Linked DNA regions of Channa argus: region 1 is linked to region 2. Evidence: chromatin contacts called from public Hi-C data. All regions are on one chromosome and are shown on one strand. The core of a region is the stretch at or near the end of the contact, and the rest is flanking DNA. Distances in the headings are between cores, read along the strand shown.

Region 1 (2,779 bases), core at 128-2,627, 310 kb before region 2:
AATTTAGTTGCTCCCGGTGAGTGTTGGCCAGCTGCATAGCAGCTCCCCCATCAGTGTATGTGTGAGTGTGTGTGTGAGTGTGAGTGTGAATGGGTGAATAAGAAGCAGTGTAAAGCACTTTGAGTGCCAATAGGTAGAAAAACACTATATAAGTGCAGAACATTTACCATTAATGTCTCTATTATATTTTACAGTGAGTAGAGGTAGTAAACTACAGTGATATAGATATTGTCTGACTTATATGAATGTAATTAATTCCTAAATTGTCCCCAGCAGATGTCGCCCTATAAAGTGTTTAATGGGAGCACATTAAGCTCAAGCCTTAGCTAAATTACATAAATATTTACTTTATATGGACAAGTGGTGATCAATTGGCCTAGTGAATAATGACCAGTAATATTTGGTTCCTGGTATCTGCACTAGAATTAATAGCCTTTTCTTAATATCGTTCCTCATTTTACATCAATCCAAAATTAATTGACTGAATATGAAAATGGGTGTAGTTCAGGGGTTTAGTGACTTAATTAGTCTGTTCTACTTTTCCAAATTTTAAATTCATCAACCAAAAATTTACAAGCAGAAGACAAACATATGCATTTCAGTAGAGCCAAAATATTAAAATGTTCAATATACTGCTTAAAACCCTTTTATACTGGACAAGTATAATAGTTGTACCTGACTAAGTAAGTGGTTTTGGATGAAATCATCGGCCAAACGACTAGATGTAAATGTAAATTGTACATGTAACTTTGTCAGATCAAGATGGCTGCAGTTTCAGGATCCAGGTGCCGCAGTTGTTCTTCACTGGCTGCAAAACCTCAGAACATGATGGGAAATGCCTGATTCTCACCTAATCTAACAACATCATGACATGACACTAATTTGATTTTATTATTATGGGATTTTACTAGAAAGATGGATTCTGTGAACAGAATAAATGCTGTGACTTAAGATGCCCTGAATACATCAGTTTATTATACGGACAGTTCAAATTTTTAGTTTTATACCGCTAACAATGTAGTTTGAGTCTTTGAATGGCATGTCCCTTAATTATGTTTTGTATTTATGTAGTTTCATATTAAATCAGTCAGATCATTTATATTGAGCAGCAAAGTGATACTGACAGCATTTAATGAGAATTTTAATCATTTTCGTGTTAAACAAGTGATTCATACGGAGGATAAACCCTAAACACATACAGTCTATGTAGCATTTGCAGTGGCTCTGTCAGATAGAAAAACAAAGAGATAAAAGTTATGATGATTGACTACATCATCTTTATTATTCATCCGGTAACATTTACTTTATCACTGATCAGACCTCGACGGATGGGATTATTTGCTTCACTATTTATAGTCCGTGTGGAAACTGTCTGTCTTGACTGCAGCTTTTTGTTACCGCCCCTCGCTGTTGTCGTTCGCTTTCATCCGCTTTCCAGGCGAGTGGCAGTTCACCTCCATCGAGCCTAGTTACCGTAGAGCGGGTTAACCAAATGGCAGGCAGCAGGTTGGAGAGGTTTGGAACTGTATTCACCAGGTAGGACGGCAGCGTTTTACGTTTGTGTTTGTAAAGGTTCTTAACTTGTCAGTAACAATTGGTATCACTGCACTTGTATCGGTGCTTTTAAACACATTCTTGGTTCCTGAATCTGAATCATCGGTTCAGTACTGATTCATCAGATGTAGCGCAATAAAAGAATGTTTAACACACATTACGGGTCATACGCATTTGTCCTCTAGTCAATCATCTCAGTGCTTCTACCACAGCACTGACGCTGTCATTAGCATTGTTGGCTAACGCAGAGTCGGTACCGCATGACGCTAACGTTACGTTCATTCTCAGCCACCACTGACTGTACATAAAGAGACATGAAAACACATGAGGGAAAACAATAAAAAAAAAATGGGTAAATACTTATTTTAGCTATTAGTGTTCTTTCTAGAGAATGACCCGGTGACACGAGTGGAAAGACACCGTGTGATGACGTCATAAACGTGCGACTTGTTTGCATGTTTTCTATTTACAGAAAAGTGTTCTCAGAATGCTTATAAGTTGTGACTCGGGAGTAAAGATAATAAGAGAAAAAACAGACGAGCTTTGTATGATAAAGTTTTAAGGAAGTTTCAAAAATGTCTGCAATTTTTGTGCTGACAGTTGTTACTTTAAATGCAGAACACACAGTATGTGTGTACATACAAGAACCGAGCAATATTACATAATTGTTTGAAATTTTTATCATTGATGATCATGATCATTAAGGGTCCGGGATCTGATGCGCTCTGGAGTCATAAAGCCAACAGAGAAACCCATCTGGTACGATGTGTACGAGGCTTTTCCACCAAAGAGGGCCCCACTCCATGTGAAACCACATACCAGACCCAGCATCAAGAAAGAGGAGACTGTGCCCAAAATCTTCTACAGAGAGGATGAAGTTAGAGCGTAAGTCACCTGCTCACTCTCGTCATCACTGTAGCTTCCATAGCACGTACATGGTGATTTTCTAAATATAGTGAAAAGAACATACAAATTAGGTGTGTTGTCAGGGGTATTTCATGTTGTGCAACATGGTAGAACGTGACCCTGTACTGAATGAAATTTGCTGCAGGTCAGTAAAATAAAGAGATTCTTTTTCTTTTGTGTTAGACTAAACCTTTGTCGAGAATCCACTAGTTCATGCGTTAAGGCACCTGATCATAACGTAGAAAAAACTGTTAGGGCTGCTGTTTCCCTGACGGAATCGAATCAGTTTTCAGAAAATGGATGTCCCAGTTCATGGATT
Region 2 (3,060 bases), core at 359-2,858:
TTGTGTAAACATCCAACGACAGTTCTGATGAAATAGGGCTTTACTTGTTATGTTGTTTTTGCTGTGAGTCTGAAAACAACTAAAGAATATGAAAATTAAAATAAATTAAAATATAGATTATATGCTCTGTCATGCCGTGAACTCGGGTCACCTACCAGCCACCTCATCAATAGCACCCTATTGACCACCTGATTACAGAAAGGACACAGTGACATTAGCACTGAACACTGGCATTAAACATAAATGTTTAAATAGAGAAAACTACTCTTCAGTACAAACAGAACACAATCGGTGTATTATGGACTTAGGCTACAACTATAGAAATCACCTGTTTCAGCTCTTCTATGCACCAAAAGCTTGTAGTGCCTTTACAATTTCAGCTGAAACAGTCTGATCAAATTATCTTTCCTGTGTGTTTATGTAGGGTCTGCTCCAGTCCATAAACCTGCTTTCTTAAACCCATTTTGGCAAATAAGATGCTGCTAAAGGAAAATGTCTTTCTCACAACCAAGACTTCTTAGTCCGTCCCAGCCTGGCCATGTTGGCCAGCTTAACCTTTACTTTGTCTCTGCTCTCCGGGCTTCTCTTGGACATGCATTCCACAGTTGAGTCTGTCTCAAAGGAGATAGCTGGAGCGTGACTGAGCAGACTTCTAGTTTTCTCCGGGACCATGGCTGCTGGAGTCTGCAGAACCAACTGGCCCCTCAGGGAATGCCTAAGTTCCAGCAGGAGGGGGTTGGGGTTAGAGTACAATTTGACAGTGTCCCTGTCCTGACTGCAGCAGGTGGAGCAGGCTGAGCAGATGATGCGGAATATGTAGACCCAGCCGAGGTAGTGGAGCTCTGCAATGTTGAGGACAAAGCAGCCCAGGCTGATGCTGAACATGAAGTTCAGAAAGATGGTTTTCTCAGTGGCGCGGGATACAAAGCAGTCTGTACGAGTAGGGCAAGGGTAGGTCTCACAGCGGTACAGGTGAGGCACCTCGAACCCAAACAAGAAGTACTGGCCCACCAGAAAGCTGACCTCCATGATACAACGCAGTAGCACATGAAGGATGTAAATGAGCAGAACCTGGTTGGACTGGTGAGTGGGGTCCTCTCCTACTTCTCCATAATCCTCCTCCAGAAAGCTTTGTTGTACCCCGTCTCTCTGGCTCAAGTCCCATTCCTGGCCGTAGTGAGGACAGAAAGTGGGCATGCCCACCCTCAAGGCCTCCATACCATCCTTTTCCAGATGCCCACATCCCTGTCCTAGAGGCCTGTGATCCACCACCTGGGCTCTTTGGCCGTTCAGCTTCTCATCCTTGGCTATCTTATGCAGAACAAAAACGATGTAGAAGATGGACGGAGTGGAGACCAGGACAATTTGGAAGACCCAAAACCGTAGATGTGAAACAGGAGCGAAGGTGTCATAACAGACATTATTGCATCCGGGCTGCTGGGTGTTACAGGTGAACTTGGACTGCTCGTCGCTGTAGACAGCATCACCCACCAGGGCCACCAGCAGGATCCGGAAAATGAGCAACATGGTAAGCCAGATCTTGCCTATCACTGTAGAATGGTTCTGGACTTCAGAGAGGAAGCGACCAAGTATAGACCAGTCACCCATAGTTTAACCTTAGTGAAAGAAGTATATTGTGTTAGAAATGTGTTAGTAATAATGAAGATGTGTTATAAATTGAGGTTTCCATACTTCAGTAAATCTATTTATTTCGTTTTTGTTTTTCATTTTGATTTCATTTGAGTCCGTTTAATCACAATCAACTACCTACACTATTGGGAGAAACACACGAAAGCCTCTCGAGGTTGTATTATAGTGAGGGGTCACTGACGCAACCTCAGCCCTAGTGGTAGCAGCCTGAACCCACAAGGCTGATAACAGTAACAGCTGTCACCATGTGGGAGAAATTGCTGCTACGTACCAACTCTTATCCAAGAATGGAGTGTGAGAAAATGAGCCCCCTGGGCACAGACAGTGGAAGGGCCCTCACCCCATGTATATAGATGTCTGTCTCTGATGGTTTTGTTCTGTTTTTCATGTGTTTTTGCTGTTTATTTTTTTGCCATTTCAGGTTTGCTTTTGGTCCTTTGGCAACTCTTGTTGGCAATTTTAGGTACATGTCGATCATTTTCCAATCATATTTTGGTGTTGTTGTTGTAGATTTAGCCTTTTTCTAGGATAATTTTGTTTCTCTTTGAGGTCGTTTTAAAACACCAAGTACATCAATGGTACAATACTGGGATTTTTGATTATTTTTCTGTGTGAGTGAATGTTAAAAGTGGACATAAAACCTATTTACTTTTTCTAACTGTAATGAAAAATGCAACATTTCTCCTACTGCAGGTGTAAGCTTACTAAGTAACTACAGACTACTTTCTGTAGTCTTAAAAATGTGCTATTATAATGTCGAGTTAATCAGTGCTGCTGCAGATTATAATAAGTACACAGGAGTAGAGTACCAACATAGTGTACTTACATTATACTAAGTGCAGAAGTATGGAAAGCTTCATACCTAGTACAGGCTTGTACTGTGAGTGAGGCGAGCATGTTCTTTTTATTTCTTTTCCTTACACAGTAACTCTAAGATAGGTTGACTGTAATAGAATATTTTTGTTGTTGTTGTGCCCATATTTCTCATTACACGGCAATAAAAGTTTGTTTTCCCAAACCCTACTACTGTGTATGTGTCCTGTATTCACAAAGATACCAGTAGGTACTGTATATTATTAGTACCTATTCGTACAATAATAACATTGTAAATCATAGGCTTATTGAGTTTATATATTATCTTTTTAACTTTAAATTTCAATGTAACTGGTATAACTTACATTGTTATCTGCCTTTGAACAATTTAAGAATCTTGAGGTTCTGAAAATCCTTAATTACTGAGTAAACTCTAATACTAATGTGTGTGTATACACATTGTAATCTCAAACACAGCCGGACACATCTACATAGATATTTGGTCAATCACAGCACATATTTTGAAGAAAACTACATAACAGGACGCAATTTCAACTCACCTTAATGTAACCTTCAACGTTCCAGATTAAATCTTTA

Evidence for each region. A called contact is a pair of places that touch in the nucleus more often than the background predicts.
Region 1: a Hi-C map of tail fin shows a contact between it and region 2, with 4 times the contacts expected there. The contact joins the promoter of mrps23 here to the promoter of LOC137129013 in region 2. A contact is called at or near these places in 2 of 4 Hi-C or Micro-C datasets (skeletal muscle and tail fin).

Annotation. Positions count from the first base shown.
Region 1 is chr6:1,408,293-1,411,071 of Channa argus male v1.0, reverse strand. mrps23 (mitochondrial ribosomal protein S23) reads left to right here and starts at 1,377. Exons shown (of 5, transcript XM_067508574.1): 1 at 1,377-1,536; 2 at 2,260-2,439. The coding sequence starts at 1,493.
Region 2 is chr6:1,100,395-1,103,454 of Channa argus male v1.0, reverse strand. It overlaps LOC137129013 (gap junction delta-2 protein), which reads right to left and starts at 1,608. Exons shown (of 1, transcript XM_067507780.1): 1 at 502-1,608. The coding sequence starts at 1,608. The coding sequence ends at 502.